Regions from separate parts of the Zea mays genome. Here region 1 is linked to region 2. The links are chromatin contacts, called in public Hi-C maps. All regions are on one chromosome and are shown on one strand. Each heading gives the region's core, a stretch centred on a gene start, on an enhancer-like site or on the middle of the called end of the contact. The rest is flanking DNA. Distances are from core to core; before and after follow the strand shown. Region 1 holds the start of LOC103641219 (cullin-3A). Region 2 has its middle 59 kb from the start of LOC103641219.

Region 1 (5,024 bases), core at 721-3,220, 59 kb after region 2:
TACCAAGCCATGCATGGAGAGTGGTGGAGCACCATACTGGCATCTCCTCAGATCAGTAGACAAGGGAATGGTGCAACCCATTTACTTGGACTGCTAGGTGCCAACTATGCAGGGAGTACGGATGCCACGACATATTAGGTGTATATATATAACTAAGGCAACAAATTAGGGAGTACAGGGACACACGCACAAGATTGTTAAGGGAGTTCTCTAGATAATAAATAATATTTATGTAAGTCTAGATGGCAGTTCTCGTCGGTTCAGCCAGGGGCGGATCTAAGGGGTGGGCAAGGTGGGACATGGCCCCACCTCATTTTTTTTAGGTATACAGCGAAATAAACAAACTTTTGTATAGTAAGTGTGGACAAATCTAATGAAAACTAGGTTTTGATGTTTTTTCTCTCGATGCTTCACTGCTCAGTCCACTCTCCACCTGAGCCATTCGATTCTCTTCCCTAGCGCAAGCCCACTCGTGGCTCACTCGCTTCTTCGGTCATCGACTGACCAGTAAGTTGGTGACCTAACCCACCCACTGCAGCGCCACCTTGCCTTCTCATCACTCGTCAGCTCGTCGCGATCCTGCACACAACACTGATACTTTGCCTCCTAGTCCACACCAGCAGATGGGCAAGCTGTTGTTGGGACCGTGGCATCACCTATACCTCGCTAACTTATTAGGGTCCCACCACGCCGTTGCAACACGGCAATGGTTGTCGCTTGCCGTCACCGTCATCTATCGCTACCTCGCCTCCTGCACTCGCTCCTCCCACCTGTCGTCGTCTCACCGACGCCATCTCACGTCAAATTCGATGACTCACCACAACTACGCGTCGATACGGCTGCTCCACCCCAACGCCTCGTCCTCAGCCAGTCCACCTATTTTCTCTCTCTAGCTCTCCTTTAGGTAGCCAAAAAGGTCTTTTTTGGTATTCATATCATTTTGTAAAAACTAGATGTTATCATTTAACATTCATGTTATTATCATCAATCTACATTTAACTAGTAGTCTAGTCCGATAATTTGTCTTTTGCACTGTCGGCCCCACCTAGAATTTTGTTCTGCGTCCGCCACAGGGTTCAGCTCTGGGGTATGTATATGTAGCCCAGAAGTTAAAACAGAAGCATCCAACGTCCAAACCCGAATTTCCTTACTTGCATAACAAGGAATCAAAACAAGATCTCCAATAGTTTAAGCATTTAATGGCGAGACCCAGAGAATGACGCTGCAAATGGCCTAAAGGCTTCGAGCAACTACCAAAATTCAATAGCACACAAAAATAAGGACATGAGCAAGCATGCACCAACAATAAAAGATCATAATATCATGTTGACAAATTATGGTTACAGGATAAGCCCTACTACACTAATAATAAGACATATGAATCAAGATCAATCTATTCACAAACATTCGCATGTCATCATCTAAGATGCATACAAGCCCACAGGAGGATCGACTATAAATTAAAAAATGGAAAATTACATATCAGCAATCAGCACAGCAATCAGTCCATTCATGGCCGCTATCTATCCGAATCATCCGCGATCATACAGCGCGACCTAAGCGCATGGAACAGGGCGGCAACCGAAAAGTCGGGGAACCGGAGGCGGGCGCGCAATGTTAACCTGTAGAGCTCCTCGAAGGAGAGGCTCATGGAGTTGTGGTTGTAGATCTCACGGATGGCATCATGGAGCTTCCGCCACGACTTGTCGAAGAACTTGGGGTCGGACTCAACGCGGTACTCGTAGGGAATGATTTTCGAGTTCCGCCTCTTCTGGCCGCCGCCGCCGTTCATCATCTTTCTCCGCTACACCGCAGCCGCGGCCGACGGGGGGCGATAACCACGTGCTCCGGGCGAGGCGCCGGGGTTCCGGCGAGGTGGTGGTCTGGTGGGGGAGTGGGGAGCAGGCTAGGGTTCCGTTGTCTGAAGGGAGGTGACGGAAAGTCGGAAAGGGCTGGAAAAGGATGGCATGTAACCACATTTTATATTGTCTTTTGGAGGGTTTTTAGGGGCTCGATAAAAAAATTACACTAGTGTATGCTGCGCAACCTGTACGCAATGTCAAATTCGATTATTGGATTTCAAATTTTACATAAATATTATATATTAGTTAATATAAAATACAGTATATTGCATCTACATCATCATTCCCCATTGAGTAAGTAAGAAAAAAACGAGACCATAAGAGCCAGTAAACTGCATGCACCAGGATTAGGCTCTATTCTAGTTTTTGAGAATAAAGACGTTCTATTCTGCGTTTGACAGAATAGAGTCACTCTATTTTTATTTGGTTGAAAAGGAAAATAGAGTAGAGTTGTTCTTTGTTTGGTTGAATAGTCACATAAGTGTAGAGGGAGAAGAGGGAGGAGAGCGCTCGTGTCCAGAAAAGTGCTCGCATCCGGTCATTTTAGTGGAGTGGGAGCATTTCAACTATTTATGGTAAATTTTAATACGTAGATTCTAGGAGCTGTTCCGCTCTTCTTTTATTGGAAACCAGACATCTAGAAAATATGAATGAAGTCGTTTTATTCTCCTCCACTCCGCAACCAAACACACCCTAAGGTAAGAAGAAAAAAGGGACATAAGAGATAGCAAACGACATACATCGACATTAATCAGAAGCTGAGAACAATCCATTCCCATAACCTCCATGTGTAACCATCATTTATTTTTATTTTGAATGAACTTGTTGGCGCTGATTCGGGCACCAATCACTGCGATGAGAACTGACGACGGTGTTCTTTGCCCAGGCGCGGACGGTCCGCGATCTGGCACAGGGCTCGGGTCCCATGCCTGATGAGTCAGACGGTCCGTGCGTGCGCAGGGACGGCGAGGTTCGGCCTGTTTGGTTCGGTCAAAAAATTCAAAAAAATCGGGAAGATAATTAAAAAAATTGTTTAAGTGTTTTCAGGAATTTCAGAGATCCTTTGTGAATTTCTCTAGGTCACAATACAACTCTGTTTCAAGTGAAATTTTGTGTGCTTCCATCCTTTGTGATTTTGGATCAGTGATAAAAAATTCAGAATATTTCGAGCTCTTTTGTTGGTACTCCTTTGGAAACGCGCTTTTGATTTCTACTAGTGCTAAAAAAATCTGCTCTATTTACATAACTGTCATTTCTACTAGATACTTGTACCTCCTTTCTTGTGCTTTGGTCCAACTGTTCTATTACATTTTCTAGGCCAGCAACTAGGACGAGTACTTGGAACACTTATTCAGCATTGCTATCTGTTACTGACTTGTGTGCCCCATATATATATATATATATACACATACATATATATAGTCAGCCTTCCCAGAACTCCAGTTTTCTCTCGAGCAGAACAGGTACTCCTTTGCAATCACACCCACGTTCGTTGGACAGTCACACCGGTCACCGTTTGCCACCTGCAGTGCTGGTAAGAACGTTGTAAGAGCGGGGTAAGACGCTTTATAATTTGTATTCCACCACCACCACCACCCTAAGAGATAGTTGTAGGGTTCACATTGTTTGTTTCCTTTTTGTCTCTGTTTTGTGCTAACAATGACAGGACCAAAGAATCAAATGGACAAGGACAAGGGGCCTAAGCTTAACGACGATGAGTGTGTCTCTCAGATAGAATTGAAGGAGATGATGTGCGCGATGACTGAAGCTTAAATATCAGGACTCTGCCTCGACATCCTATGAGCAGCTTGATCGACGAGTTGTTGAACTTGTTACACGCATGGACGTACTGGAGGCTCGTCCCCCACCACCAACTCCAGCCCTAGCTCACTCTCCTGTGGACGACGACGACGATGACGACAATGTTTATGCACCGCTGCGACAACACCTCGCACGTAATCGACAAGGTATGGGAGGTAATGGTAGACGTCGTCATCATAATCCTGAACCAGACCATGATCCATTTGCTAAGATTAAGTTCTCTATTCCACCGTTCATGGGTTCTTATGATGCTAAAGCTTACTTAGACTGGGAGATGACGGCAGAACAAAAATTTAATTCCCATCTTGTTCCTGAGCAGCATAGGGTTAGACAAGCCACTAGTGAATTTAGAGATTTTGCTATCATTTGGTGGAATGAACTTGTTAACACACGTGCTGCACCACAAACATGGAATGTGTTAAAAGAGGAGATGCGAGCTCACTTTGTTCCCCCTTCTTATAGACGTGATCTTCGAAAAAAATTGCAACGCTTAGATCAGGGAGACATGTCGGTACAGGAATACTACCAAGAGCTTCAGAAAGGTATGCTATGATGTGGGGTAGTTGAGGATCCAGAGGATCAAATGGTTCGGTTTTTATGGGGGATTGAGGCGGGAGATTCAGGATATTGTTGATTATAAAGAATATCATTCTATACAACGCTTGTTCCATCTTTCTATGTTGGCAGAAAAAGAATTGCAGGGTCGTCAACAACGGAGGAGCAGCACTTTCGCTCCATGCCATCCACCGGCGCCAGCCAAGGCGTCATCATCTTAGGGCGTACGGACGTCCACATCTTCCACTGTACCTTCGGGTGTTGCAGCAAAACCTGCTACGACCACCTCTTCCACAGGCCGCTCCTCCGACATCAAGTGCCACCGCTGCCAGGGACTTGGCCATATTCAGCGAGATTGCCCCAGCAAACGGGCATACATTGCTACTGATGATGGTGGGTATGTTAGTGCTTCTGATGTTGAAGATAAAGATACTGTTGGAGCTAACATTGCAGAGACTTATGATGGTGATGAAGAGGTTCTTGGTACAACAGCGACCGAGACCTATAAGGCCTTGATTGTGCAACGAGCTTTGAGTACCACGGCTAGTGACGACGACAACAGACAGCGCCACAACCTCTTCAACTTGTTCCTCATCGTCAAGGACTGCCGTTGTCGGCATTTCGACCCCGGGGGGTCCCTGGACCGACGAGTAAATTGTCGCCGCGTGTCCCAGCCCAGATGGGTCGGCGCGAGACGGAGCACGAAGGGGAAAAAAGGAGACAGGCAAAAAGGGGAAACCCGCGGCCTTCGTGTTGTCCTGCGCCCAGGTCGGGTGCGCTTGCAGT
Region 2 (5,203 bases), core at 726-3,225:
GGGTATCTTAGACCAACTCGTCTGTGAAACCACGACCTCACCTATGTTATAGGTTGCCCAACCCATTTATCCCGAAAGCAAAGTAAAACTCTGTTTAACCTATCTACTCCATGTACCCGCAGTTGTTATCCCAACTTAGATAATGGCATAAAAAGAATTTCAGGTGTATAATATATATATATATATATACTGGAATTTCATAAAGAAAAGGGTCAGCTTGATACTCTTAACTAAATGATATTCTTAAATAGGATTATATAATCTAATGAGAGTCATTTAACAAGTGAGCACTAGTGAAATAAACTAGATCCTACTCCTATAAACCTTGTTCTCCTCTCATGCACTTAAACCTAAATTAGTGCAACAAACTAACTCAACCAAGAGCAAAAAGATTTAACTCAACCAGTAGAAACATGATGAATTGTATAATCTGACTATCCCCACCTAACATTAAACATACTTTTGAACTACATCATAGAGTCTATCTCACCCATATCTATCTCATCTTGATAGGTTCTATCTTACCTTTGGACATTCACCATATACAACTAGATATCCCAATCTTGACAAAAAACAAATATTAAACCCTACTGAAGAATCTTCAGATCATAACCGGTTACTAGCCTATTCATTCTACTGACCAAATAATTTCCCTTGCAAAACTATTTTGCCATATGCTTCTAACTCTCATGGTCAATGCCAGAAAGGGAAGATTATCAAGCAATAGCAAACAAAATGAATCCTTCAGATCCTCCACCGGTTGGAATCGACCAAGTGGTTGCCACCCAAATGATGCTAATACAACAAATGGCAAACATGGTTACCGAATTGCAAAATCAGATAAGACAAGAACGCGAGGAAATACGTTAGGACCGGCTGGACATACGTCAAGAAATAAGGCAAGCACGGTTGGAAAAACAACGACAACAACAACCTCCACCACCACCACCAGCTCCACCAAGCTACATAAACATATATATATATATATATAAATTACTACTATTCGTAAGATATAAATGTTACTTTAGTTAGTAGATGATATGATACTATTTTAGGAGGAATAATAAGGTCTAATTGACCTCATGTGTTGTTAATAAAGTATGCATCATGCTGAGATTTTTTATCGTGCATATGTGTTGAGACAATATGAATATTCACCCTTTCCTTACAAATCTCGAGGACGGGATTTCTGTTAAGGGGGTAGGATTTGTAATGCCCAAAATGTGTATAAGAAAAAATAATAAAATAAATATATGAGGAAATAAAAATAGTAAATTCAGATATCTCAAATTATACTTGAGTATTGAAAATTGAGGATAGAATCTTGAAAACCAAGAACTATTTTAGAAAAGGAGTAATAGAAATTTTTTCTATACAACTAAATGATTATGCATTTCATGAAATGATGCACCATAAGCAATCACTTTCATGAATATTTAATTTTTAAGTAATTTTAAACTCATGTCACGTAATGAAAATACCATTTTCCTAAAAAGAAAGGAACCATATGAGTGTGACTCATATTTCAAACATTTATCAAACAAATAAATCAATTAAAATAAATATATATCTATTGCTCCATAATTGATTGTGAGTATGTATTAAATTTGAATTCTTAAACTATATCCTAAATTAGAATTTGGAATTAGAATTTTGAAAGTCAAAAAGGAAATAAATGAGAAATGAAGGAAAGAAAAATAAACACTATGGAAAGGAAAATAATATTGATGCAAATAGTAGATGTTATATCTTAATGTGGGATGAGTTTTATATTTGGGATTTGAAACTTGAATTTGAAATTCAATTTGAGGATATACCAATCTAAATAGAAAATAACAAAAGAAAAGAATAAAAGAAAGAAGCCTGCTACCTGTTCTAGGCCACAGAACTAGAATTCGGCCAAGTTCCTTACCTCCTGCGGCCCATCCCGAAGCATCTTGTGCACGTCGCGCGCCTGCCACTGACTTGTGGGGCCGTAGGTCAGCCTCCACCGTTTTGACCACGCGCTTCCAAGTCACCGACGGATGGGCTCTGGCATCACTGTCGCTGGCCCGTGAACCCAACACGTCAGCTGGACCCCCTGCCGCTGTAGATCTTCCCCATGGTTGTTGTGTTGCTTGTGCCGTCAATCTCGCGGCCGCCTCCCCGGTTGGACTCCGTCGTCGGGGGTATAAATCGCGTGCCGCCACGCTCCTTGGACCAAGCCATTACCGATCTGCGCGCTCGCCTAGGATCCCATCGAAGCTCACCACCACCGAAAAGCCAGGACTCGTGCGCCGGTAACCTCGACCGCGACCGCCGCCGCGGTCCACCATCCTACACGTCGTTGCTGGCCACCTGGGAACGTCCGACAGTTGTCGCGTGGGCGCTCTTCACCTGGGCGTTGTTGGTGTGAGATCTGGGGCAGTGGGCGTAAGCCGGATTGGTCGCCGTGGTGTGCTCAACCTGGCGGAGCTACGCCACACCATCACTTGTTCGCATCTTCACATCGGCGGGGACACATACCCTAGGAGCTTCGCAATATCACACCAAGCGTACCCGTGGCGGTGGCGGGCTCTGACGGTGGAGGTAGAGGACTGGATTGCTCGCCGGAGTGCAACGAGAGCCTTAGTCCGCCCCACGCCCGGTTCTGCGCGCACGTCGTCGTGATTTCCGGTATGAGCCCCTTTCATAGTTTAGATTTGATCCTCGAGTGTTTAGATGGGTCCTGCGTAGTGAATCAAGCACCGTATCAATGTCTGGGCTGTCGCCGGCGATGTTCCGCCATATAGGGGCGGCGGCGCCGCTGTTCCAACCGTGAAGGGAGGAAGAGAGAACGTGGGCTAGAGATCTAGAATTCAAGGGCTAAGATTAGACGATCGCATACCCTTTCGCAGGATTCGGTCTGATCCGTTGATCTAGATCGGACGGATAGAATCAAATCCAGAATAATAAAATCCTCCCCGTCGCATTTGCATCCAACGGTTCTCGTCGCGTACCGTTTCACCGCCGCGCCGATCTAATCTAGGGCGCGGATTGACGATCCAACGGTCAGAAACCCTCGATACCCTTTCGCCCGGCTATTTTGTTAAAGAGCCCCTGTATTACTACTGAATCAACCCGCCGTCCAGTGTACAGGAGCCTGAATCTTAGAGAAATTGTGATTTAGGCCCTTGTTGTTCTCTATTTTTGTGTGCGAGATCGAGGGAGCAGTGAAAATAAATAAATAATTATAGAAAATGATTTCTAGTATATAAATAATTCCAGAAACTCATTTTATTCATAAAAATTCATATGAGGTCCAAATTAATCTATTCTAGTTCCTATAATTTTATAATAATGTTGTTTATCACATAGTGTCTCTGTTTTGACATAAAAACTATATTAAAATTAATCTCCTAATTAATCTAGTACCTAGCACATAGAACCTTCAGAAATTCATAACTTTATCGTTTTAATTCCGATTTGACTCGTTCAAGTTAAGTTAGTCTCGTACAAATATTTACTATGCAATAACAACATTTATTATACTATGTCTCATTATTTTATGATTAGATCTGTATTTAACTAATGTTGGTTAGTCTAGTTAAACTACTTATCATTATAGACTACTAGAATATGATCTATGGTCAATTTATAACTTAGATTAAAGTTGAGATAATTATTTATAGAATAATCTCTTATATGATTTATATTAACCAATTTATAATATAGTTTAACGTTTGAATCACAAAAATCCTCTATAAAATCATAACTCCTTACCGTAACTCTGATTTTAGTGGTTCTCGTTCCCACAATCTCATAGCAACGCGTAGATCATTATTATGCAGTATGTTCTTATGTTTTGTGTGATGTTAATTTTGTCTATACCATGTATGATTGTATTGCTACGACTAGCGGTGTGGTCACGAGGATCCAAAGAATCACCCTGGTAACTGGAATCTCAAGTGCCAGGCAAGTTGTGCCCTTGATCCACTTTTGTTACCCAATAATATTCTGTATTATCACTATTCATGCATAGGTTTAATTTTGATGGGACCTAATAGGTCACCATAGACTGTTTATCTTTTTACCTTGTTTACCCCTGAATCATTGGGTAGTTATGCTATTGCTTTACATAGTTTTTGGGTTAATATTTCATTATAGCCATGTTTCTATTATTTTGTTATGTTAACTATGTTCATGATAAGATCATTATGTTAATGGGAACATGGAGAACCACCCGGGAAAATAGTGCTACCACAAGGGTAGTATGGGATGCCTTTGGCTGACTAATTAGAAAAGCTAGTGGATGACTACCTTACCCGAAAGGGGCAATGGCAGTAAGGGAGTGGTTAGTGTAGGGAGGTCCTTCGGTTGATTTTGTTGCGATGGCGGTCAGGCGAGGAATCCCTGTATTGGAGCTTCCTAGAAACCGTAGCGGGTTTTCTGAAGCTAGTGGAACTTTATAAAGGCCTCGTAGTGTTACCCTGCCTCGCTTCCTTGATAGAGGTGTATGTGATTCATGACCCCTTGCCAGATGGGTAACATGACTTGTGGGTAAAGGTGCACAACCTCTGCAGAGTGTAAAACTGGTATACTAATCGTGCTCACGATCATGAGCAGCTCAGACACTCACATGATTAATTTATGTAACTTAAATTCAATTTGTCATTTGCATTTGCATGGGATTATTTATTAATTTTGTTCTATTATTTATTATGGTTTGGTATTTACTTACACTTAGTAACTGCTAATAAAATTTGACCAATTTATTAAAAGCAATGCTCAGCTTTAACCCCTACTGTTGATCAGCTTTACACATCACATGAACTCCCACCTTTGGTGAGTTCATGTCACATTATTCCCCTCAACTTGTTGAGCGATGAACATGTGTGAGCTCACCCTTGATGTCTCACACCCCCCCCCCCACAGGAGAAGAACAGGTGGTTCAAGTGGAGCCACACAGCGAGGAGTTCGATTCAATCTAGATGGCGTCTCCCAACTGACTTTCTAGCGCCAAGGATGGATTTTAGTTCGATCTATATTTATATTTTATTTTGTAAGACTTCCGCTATGTAATAAGTACTCTGATTAAATTGTGACATTTATCTCTATACACTCTGTTATTATATGTGTTGTCTTCTTTGGCGCATATATGAGATGCACCCGGCTTTGTCCCTTAAAACCGGGTGTGACAGAAGTGGTATGAGAGGAATGTTGACTGTAGAACGAAACCTAGATA

Evidence for each region. A called contact is a pair of places that touch in the nucleus more often than the background predicts.
Region 1: a contact with region 2 is called in a Hi-C map of tassel, with 1.9 times the contacts expected there. The contact joins the promoter of LOC103641219 here to the enhancer-like site in region 2. A contact is called at or near these places in 4 of 25 Hi-C or Micro-C datasets (bundle sheath, ear, leaf and 1 more).

Annotation. Positions count from the first base shown.
Region 1 is chr10:74,011,035-74,016,058 of Zm-B73-REFERENCE-NAM-5.0, forward strand. LOC103641219 (cullin-3A) reads right to left here and starts at 1,971. Exons shown (of 2, transcript XM_035963397.1): 1 at 1,623-1,971.
Region 2 is chr10:73,951,671-73,956,873 of Zm-B73-REFERENCE-NAM-5.0, forward strand. No RefSeq gene overlaps it. Among protein-coding and RNA genes, the nearest start is that of LOC103641219, 59 kb to the right of the region's middle. Within about 2 kb of position 1,976, at least 18 of the 20 cell types and tissues checked have an H3K27ac peak or open chromatin away from gene starts, as enhancers often do. A contact at or near this core is called in bundle sheath, ear, leaf and 1 more, where this site is marked.